2 separate regions of the Mus musculus genome follow, and region 1 is linked to region 2. Evidence: chromatin contacts called from public HiChIP or PLAC-seq data. All regions are on one chromosome and are shown on one strand. Each heading gives the region's core, a stretch centred on a gene start, on an enhancer-like site or on the middle of the called end of the contact. The rest is flanking DNA. Distances are from core to core; before and after follow the strand shown. Region 1 has its middle 75 kb from the start of Gm41329. Region 2 overlaps Fer1l6 (fer-1-like 6 (C. elegans)).

Region 1 (2,700 bases), core at 200-2,699, 110 kb before region 2:
AAGAAGAAGAAGAAGAAGAGACTTAAACCAGGCCATTCTGTCTTGGCATGTGATGCCCTCTGCCACCTTGCATCCCACAAAGAGTCCTTCCTAGTATCTGATCTTGAATTCCCCATTCTTCAGAACCATGAGCCAAATAAACACCTATCCTTTATAAACTGATAAGTGTGCTACTTGATTATAGTAGTGGCAAACACAGTAGGACACCATATCAGAACTCTTGGTGGAATCTGTTAGACTTTCTGAAGCCCCTTGAAGAGGAGGCCAGAGGAGTGATAGGATTGAACCAGGCAGTGGGCAGAAGTCTTTAAATCCTCTAAAATATACCTCCCTTCCGAAAGTCCCTCTCATCCCGGGGTGGTCCCCTTTCAACTCCTCCAGCTTCCCGTCTGGGTACCTGCCTCTACTTTCTTTCCATCTCTGTATCACATTTTCCTCTTACAGCTGGGTTCTAGCCATGAAAGTGCTGTCTGAGAACCAGACGAGGGTCCAGCAATATCAGCCGGCCACTGATCTAGACCCCAAAGTTGAAAGCTCTCCCTGGGAACTTCTGGTTTGGAGAGTGAGGTGGAGTTGATCACCTCTCCTCCAGAAAAAACAATGCCAAGTTCCAGGGCTGTGAAGCTTCAGGGTGTACTGGCCACAGGTGGAGAAGCTGAGAAGTGCCTCTCCTTGTCTCACCACACCTGGACACCTGATGTGGCCAGCAAATGGTGTGTGGGAACCCTCACTGTCCATTGTGACAGTTCAGTGACAGCAGCAGGAAGGAGGTTGTGGTCATGTGATCACATTTTCCTGGGTGGCCCTGGAGGCATGTAATGATGGAGCTCGGATCTCATTGAGTTGGCACTCATCTCTCAGAGCACAAAGGCTCTGTGGTGCTTTAGTGAAGTCCTCTGTGTGTGGCAATCCCTTAGCAGTCTCCTTTCTTCTCCTGGACTTACAGTTAGAGTCAAGACAGAACTCCTCCACAGGAGTCCCCTGGGTGAACTCATGTAATGCTGGCAATCTGAACCCTTGGGCAGGACACGAGATCAACAGAGGGTAGAGAGTCTCTGGGTGTCAAAAGGAGATGCAGGAGGGGCTCCTGGAGTTCAACGAGGGGATGGAAGGCTAGAACTAACAATATTGTGGGCATTTTAGACAAATAACACAAAGGAGCTCTTAAGGGTGGGTATGCAGAAGTCATCAGCTCTGCAGGGCTCCCTGAAGTCCCAAAGCTACCTCCCGTGTAGAGAGGTGTTGTTTTCCATGGGAGTCAGCCAAATTACAATGGGATTGACAGCAGTCATGGTTCCATGACTTGTTTTGTTCCAGGAACAAAACAAAACATTCAGCTCTTTGTGCAGGGAAACCTCACCGCCCACAACGTCACAGAGGGGTAGGACACACGCGCACCACACGAACAGGCATAGATGCAGACACAGTCTGGGTAATTAGTTGTCTCGGCTTTCCTGGAAGACACATGCTTTTCGATTTGGTGGGTTGACAGGAAATAGTCTAAATCACTCTTTGCCAAGTCAAGGGGTGGCAGAGCAGAATTAGCCAGCTAACTCTGTATTTTTACCAAAGAACTAGTATGAACTGATTTTCAGTGGGGATTTTCCAATCTAACTTTCGATTTGTGTTTTTAGACTTTTCACACAGATCTGCAGAACAACTGTGTTCACTTTGGGGAAAGTAAAGGAAGCTTACAAGCCCGCAATGGAATCTCTTGTTTTAATTTTAACATTGGAACATCACCAAAGCCGTTGGATGTACCAACCCTGGGATATTTTTGAAAAGTATGTAGTCCTAGAACATGTGGTTTTACTTGTGGGCATCGCTAAAAAATGTTGAATAATTGACTAGTATTTGGTTTAGGAAAATGTAGATGGGTTGACCTCAGAGCCGCTGTAGGAAAGGATTCTGATGTCTTTTTGAACAGGGTGTGCTGGGACTTCCCCTGCCAGGTGGAAGAAGGGGTGTGTGTGTGATAGTGTTCTATGGCAGTAATTTGTTGAGCACCTGCTGGATGCCACACACTTGAAATAGATCTTTTCTGTCTTCTGTGGCTGGTTTCAGGGGGAGGTTCTTTTGTGACCAGGTGTTTCTAAGGCACAGCTGGGTGGACTATAAGACTATTAGAAGGGACCTGCACAGGTATAGATCATGACCATAATGAAGAAGAGCTTTCCCTGTGTATTGATTTCCTTACCTGGTTTCAAATTCGGATGGTCGAGGCAAAACTAATTACAGAGAATGGGTACGGTCCCTTCTGGCCTCTTTCCCAGTAAGGAGGGTGGTGAGGGAGTCCCACCATGCTTAGAATGTCTTCTTTGTTTTTTTTTTTTTATTAGATATTTTCTTTGTTTACATTTCAAATGCTATCCCGAAAGTTCCCTATACCCTCTCACCGCCCTGCTCCCCTACCCACCCACTCCCACTTCTTGACCCTGGCATTCCCCTGTACTGGGGCATATAAAGTTTGCAAGACCAAGGGGCCTCTCTTCCCAATGATGACCATCTAGGCCATCTTCTGCTTACATATGCAGCTAGAGACACAAGCTCTGGGGGTTACTGGTTAGTTCATATTGTTGTTCCACCTATAGGGTTTCAGACTCCTTCATCTCCTTGGGGTACTTTCTTTAGCTCCTCCATTGGGGGCCCTGTGTTCCATCTGATAGCTGACTGTGAGCATCCACTTCTGTATTTGCCAGG
Region 2 (2,700 bases), core at 15-2,514:
TAAATGCCAAACACCATCATTTTATAACCCAGACATGGTGGTACACCTCTGTAACTCCAGCACCTGGGAGGGAGGCCATCCTCAACTACATAAAGAAAGTTTGAGCTCAGCCTGGGCTACATGAGACCATGCCAAGAAAGGAAGGATTAGAGGATGTCCTTCCCAGTGAGGCATATGGGATGGGGAGGAAATCTGAGAGTAGGAGAGAGGACTAGTTAAAGCCAGATGTCAACTTTGAGATGCCTTCATGCTTCTGCCTTTGGGAGATGTGGGATCAGCCTTGTGTTAGGTATTGTAAGACATGGAGGGACATGGAGGAGGAGGGCACAGGGAGGGACAGAGGAAGGGAGGAAAGAAGCAAAGGCAATACTTACTTTTACTCATTCATTCCACCTATACTTACAGGATTTGTTTAAAAATAAAAACAGTCTTTACAGTACCTTCTAAGGCCCTGTGAGCTGGCTGTGCTTTTCTATCTGTCTCATAGCGTTCTCTCCTCTCCCACTGTGCCCCAGACTCATGGCTCCTCAAGAGATCCTGGGGCATGCCAAGGCTGCTCTACCCTAAGGCTATAACACACAGATCTTATTGCACAAATGTTCTTTCTAGACTTCATGTAGCTTCGGTTTAAACGTCGCCACGGAATTATAGGTTGTCAAATATTTTCCTGTTCTCTGTGGGTTTGGCGAGTTTCCCTTCATAATCACAACCTAAGATTATTTTTATGTCTGTGTCGTTTGCCTGCCTGCATTCTGTCTTCTCCTGTCCAATCTGCAGTTGGACAGGGGGTTCCTGCCTTGTCCTTATCCTGAACAACCATTGTGACATACGGTACCTCCTGGGCACACAGAGGGTAGTAAGTAAGTTCAGAATGAATAAGCAAGGCCATTTATGGATTCCTCAGGGACAAACACTAAGAACTTTCAGCTTTGTGTTCCTAGCACTTTGTCTGTGCCCAACATATAAGAAGCCTTCTGGTAATGCTGACCAAAAGAATGAATACCTGCTGTCTGCCAGGTACCGAGAACACAGCTGTACACTATGGTTCTTTTGACAGTTTTGTGAAATGAAAGCAATATATACAAATAAATGTATAAAGCCTCATGAGATCAGACACGGGGGAAGCCAAGCTTCCCGGAGGATCTCAATCTGACCTGACCCATATGGAATCCATCAGTCAGTAATTAAACAAATGACAGCCCTGACAGAGGGAGCAGTCACATGTGCAGATATACAAGCAGCAAGCGTCCAGCTGGTCAGAACACAATTCCAGAGTGAGGGCACACTGCAGGACAAGGCCACAATGCTAGGTCATACACTGTTTGCTCTGCATGCCGTGCAAAGGGAATCCAGACTTTATTAACATCGACAAACTTCAGTGATTTGCTAAGAACAAGTAATCACCTTGCATTTTGTTTTAAAAGCCATTTTGATTCTTGAATGGAAGATAAGCTAGAGGAAGTCTACTGCAAAGTCTATACCAGAGGTTCTCAGGGGCTCGAGTAGTGAAGTAAGTTCTGGAATGCTTAAGGGGGAGAATCAACAGGATCTAGGGTTGCACGGATGGTTTAAAATGAGGGATTAAAAAGTCACCATTGATCACAGGCTTGTGGTTGAATCAGTAAGTACAGCTGGGTATCCCAATACAGGAAGGAGAAGAAAGTTGGGAAAGGTGTAGATCGGTAGAAGATACTGAGTGGGAAGTGTTCCAAGACATCTGGTTTCCTTTAGGAGGCAAGAGATACTGCCCTAGAGACAAGAGACGTGAGACTAAGATGGTGACGTTTTATTGGCAACTCAATTAAATACCTTGGGCATTGATGAATCACAGCTTTGAGTAAGTACGTGGGGGGGTTTCTAAGGAGGAGAGAAGAGCTAAGCCTGAATGGCTGGGCTGGTCACTGTCATCTGCTGAGAAACCTAATCTGAATAAAAGGGAGGAAGCCCACCGAACATTGTCATCCTTCTCTCTGCTTCATGATCTATGAGATGGGAAGTGCCTCAGCTACACACTCCCTCAGCCATGCACACCACCACCCCTGTCCTGCCATGACTGAGCATTAACCTTTCAAAGCCCAGCCGGAATAAACCCTTTCACTGTGGTGAGAAGAGTAACAAATACAAGGCACTATAAAGACACTGATGTTGTGGACTTGGTCCAGCCAGAGTTGGTAGGCAAGAAGCAGGCAGAGCTCTGCCGAGAATATGCAATGGAGTCAAGGCATAGGCAGCATAGTCAACTAGAGGACCAGAGGGAGGACCAAGCAGGAAGACCTGGAGGATGATGGAAGCCAGCTTCCGTGAACATCCTAGGGGACAGGCAATAAATATTCTAGAAAGAAAGATGAAGGAAGGGTTTAGCTTTAGCCTCTGGACTTGGATTAGTTAGGGTTTTAAAAAAATTGATCTTTCTGAATCCTGATCATATCTTTTAATCCCCCTGACACAAGTCAAATATTAAGAGATTTCTATTAATAGAATTATCACAGCGTTGCCCAAATGTCCCTTGTGTGTTATTGGTGGGACTTTACAGTCAGATATTTCAGGGTCTGTCTGACTTGGGCTGGCATTTTTCAGCCATCACTCATTCCACAAGGACTGAGCATCTGTAAGGTATCTTTAAGCATCTACAAACACCGTGCTAGTAGGCAGGGCACAGAGGGGCATCAGTAGCCACCTGTCCTCCAGAAGTCTGGCAAC

The links. HiChIP or PLAC-seq counts read pairs in DNA pulled down with a chosen protein or histone mark.
Region 1: a contact with region 2 is called in a CTCF HiChIP or PLAC-seq map of CD8 T cells, with 11 read pairs. The contact joins two enhancer-like sites. A contact is called at or near these places in 1 of 39 promoter capture datasets (the 3T3-L1 cell line), 1 of 15 datasets of contacts at CTCF or cohesin (CD8 T cells), 7 of 484 Hi-C or Micro-C datasets (the 3T3-L1 cell line, the CH12 cell line, Th1 cells and 3 more) and 2 of 115 datasets of contacts at active chromatin or transcription factors (CD8 T cells and heart atrium).

Annotation. Positions count from the first base shown.
Region 1 is chr15:58,683,925-58,686,624 of GRCm38.p6, reverse strand. No RefSeq gene overlaps it. Among named protein-coding and RNA genes, the nearest start is that of Gm41329, 75 kb to the left of the region's middle. Within about 2 kb of position 1,449, at least 48 of the 459 cell types and tissues checked have an H3K27ac peak or open chromatin away from gene starts, as enhancers often do.
Region 2 is chr15:58,578,510-58,581,209 of GRCm38.p6, reverse strand. The region is part of intron 16 of Fer1l6 (fer-1-like 6 (C. elegans)); the gene reads right to left. Among named protein-coding and RNA genes, the nearest start is that of Gm36451, 17 kb to the left of the region's middle. Within about 2 kb of position 1,264, at least 14 of the 459 cell types and tissues checked have an H3K27ac peak or open chromatin away from gene starts, as enhancers often do.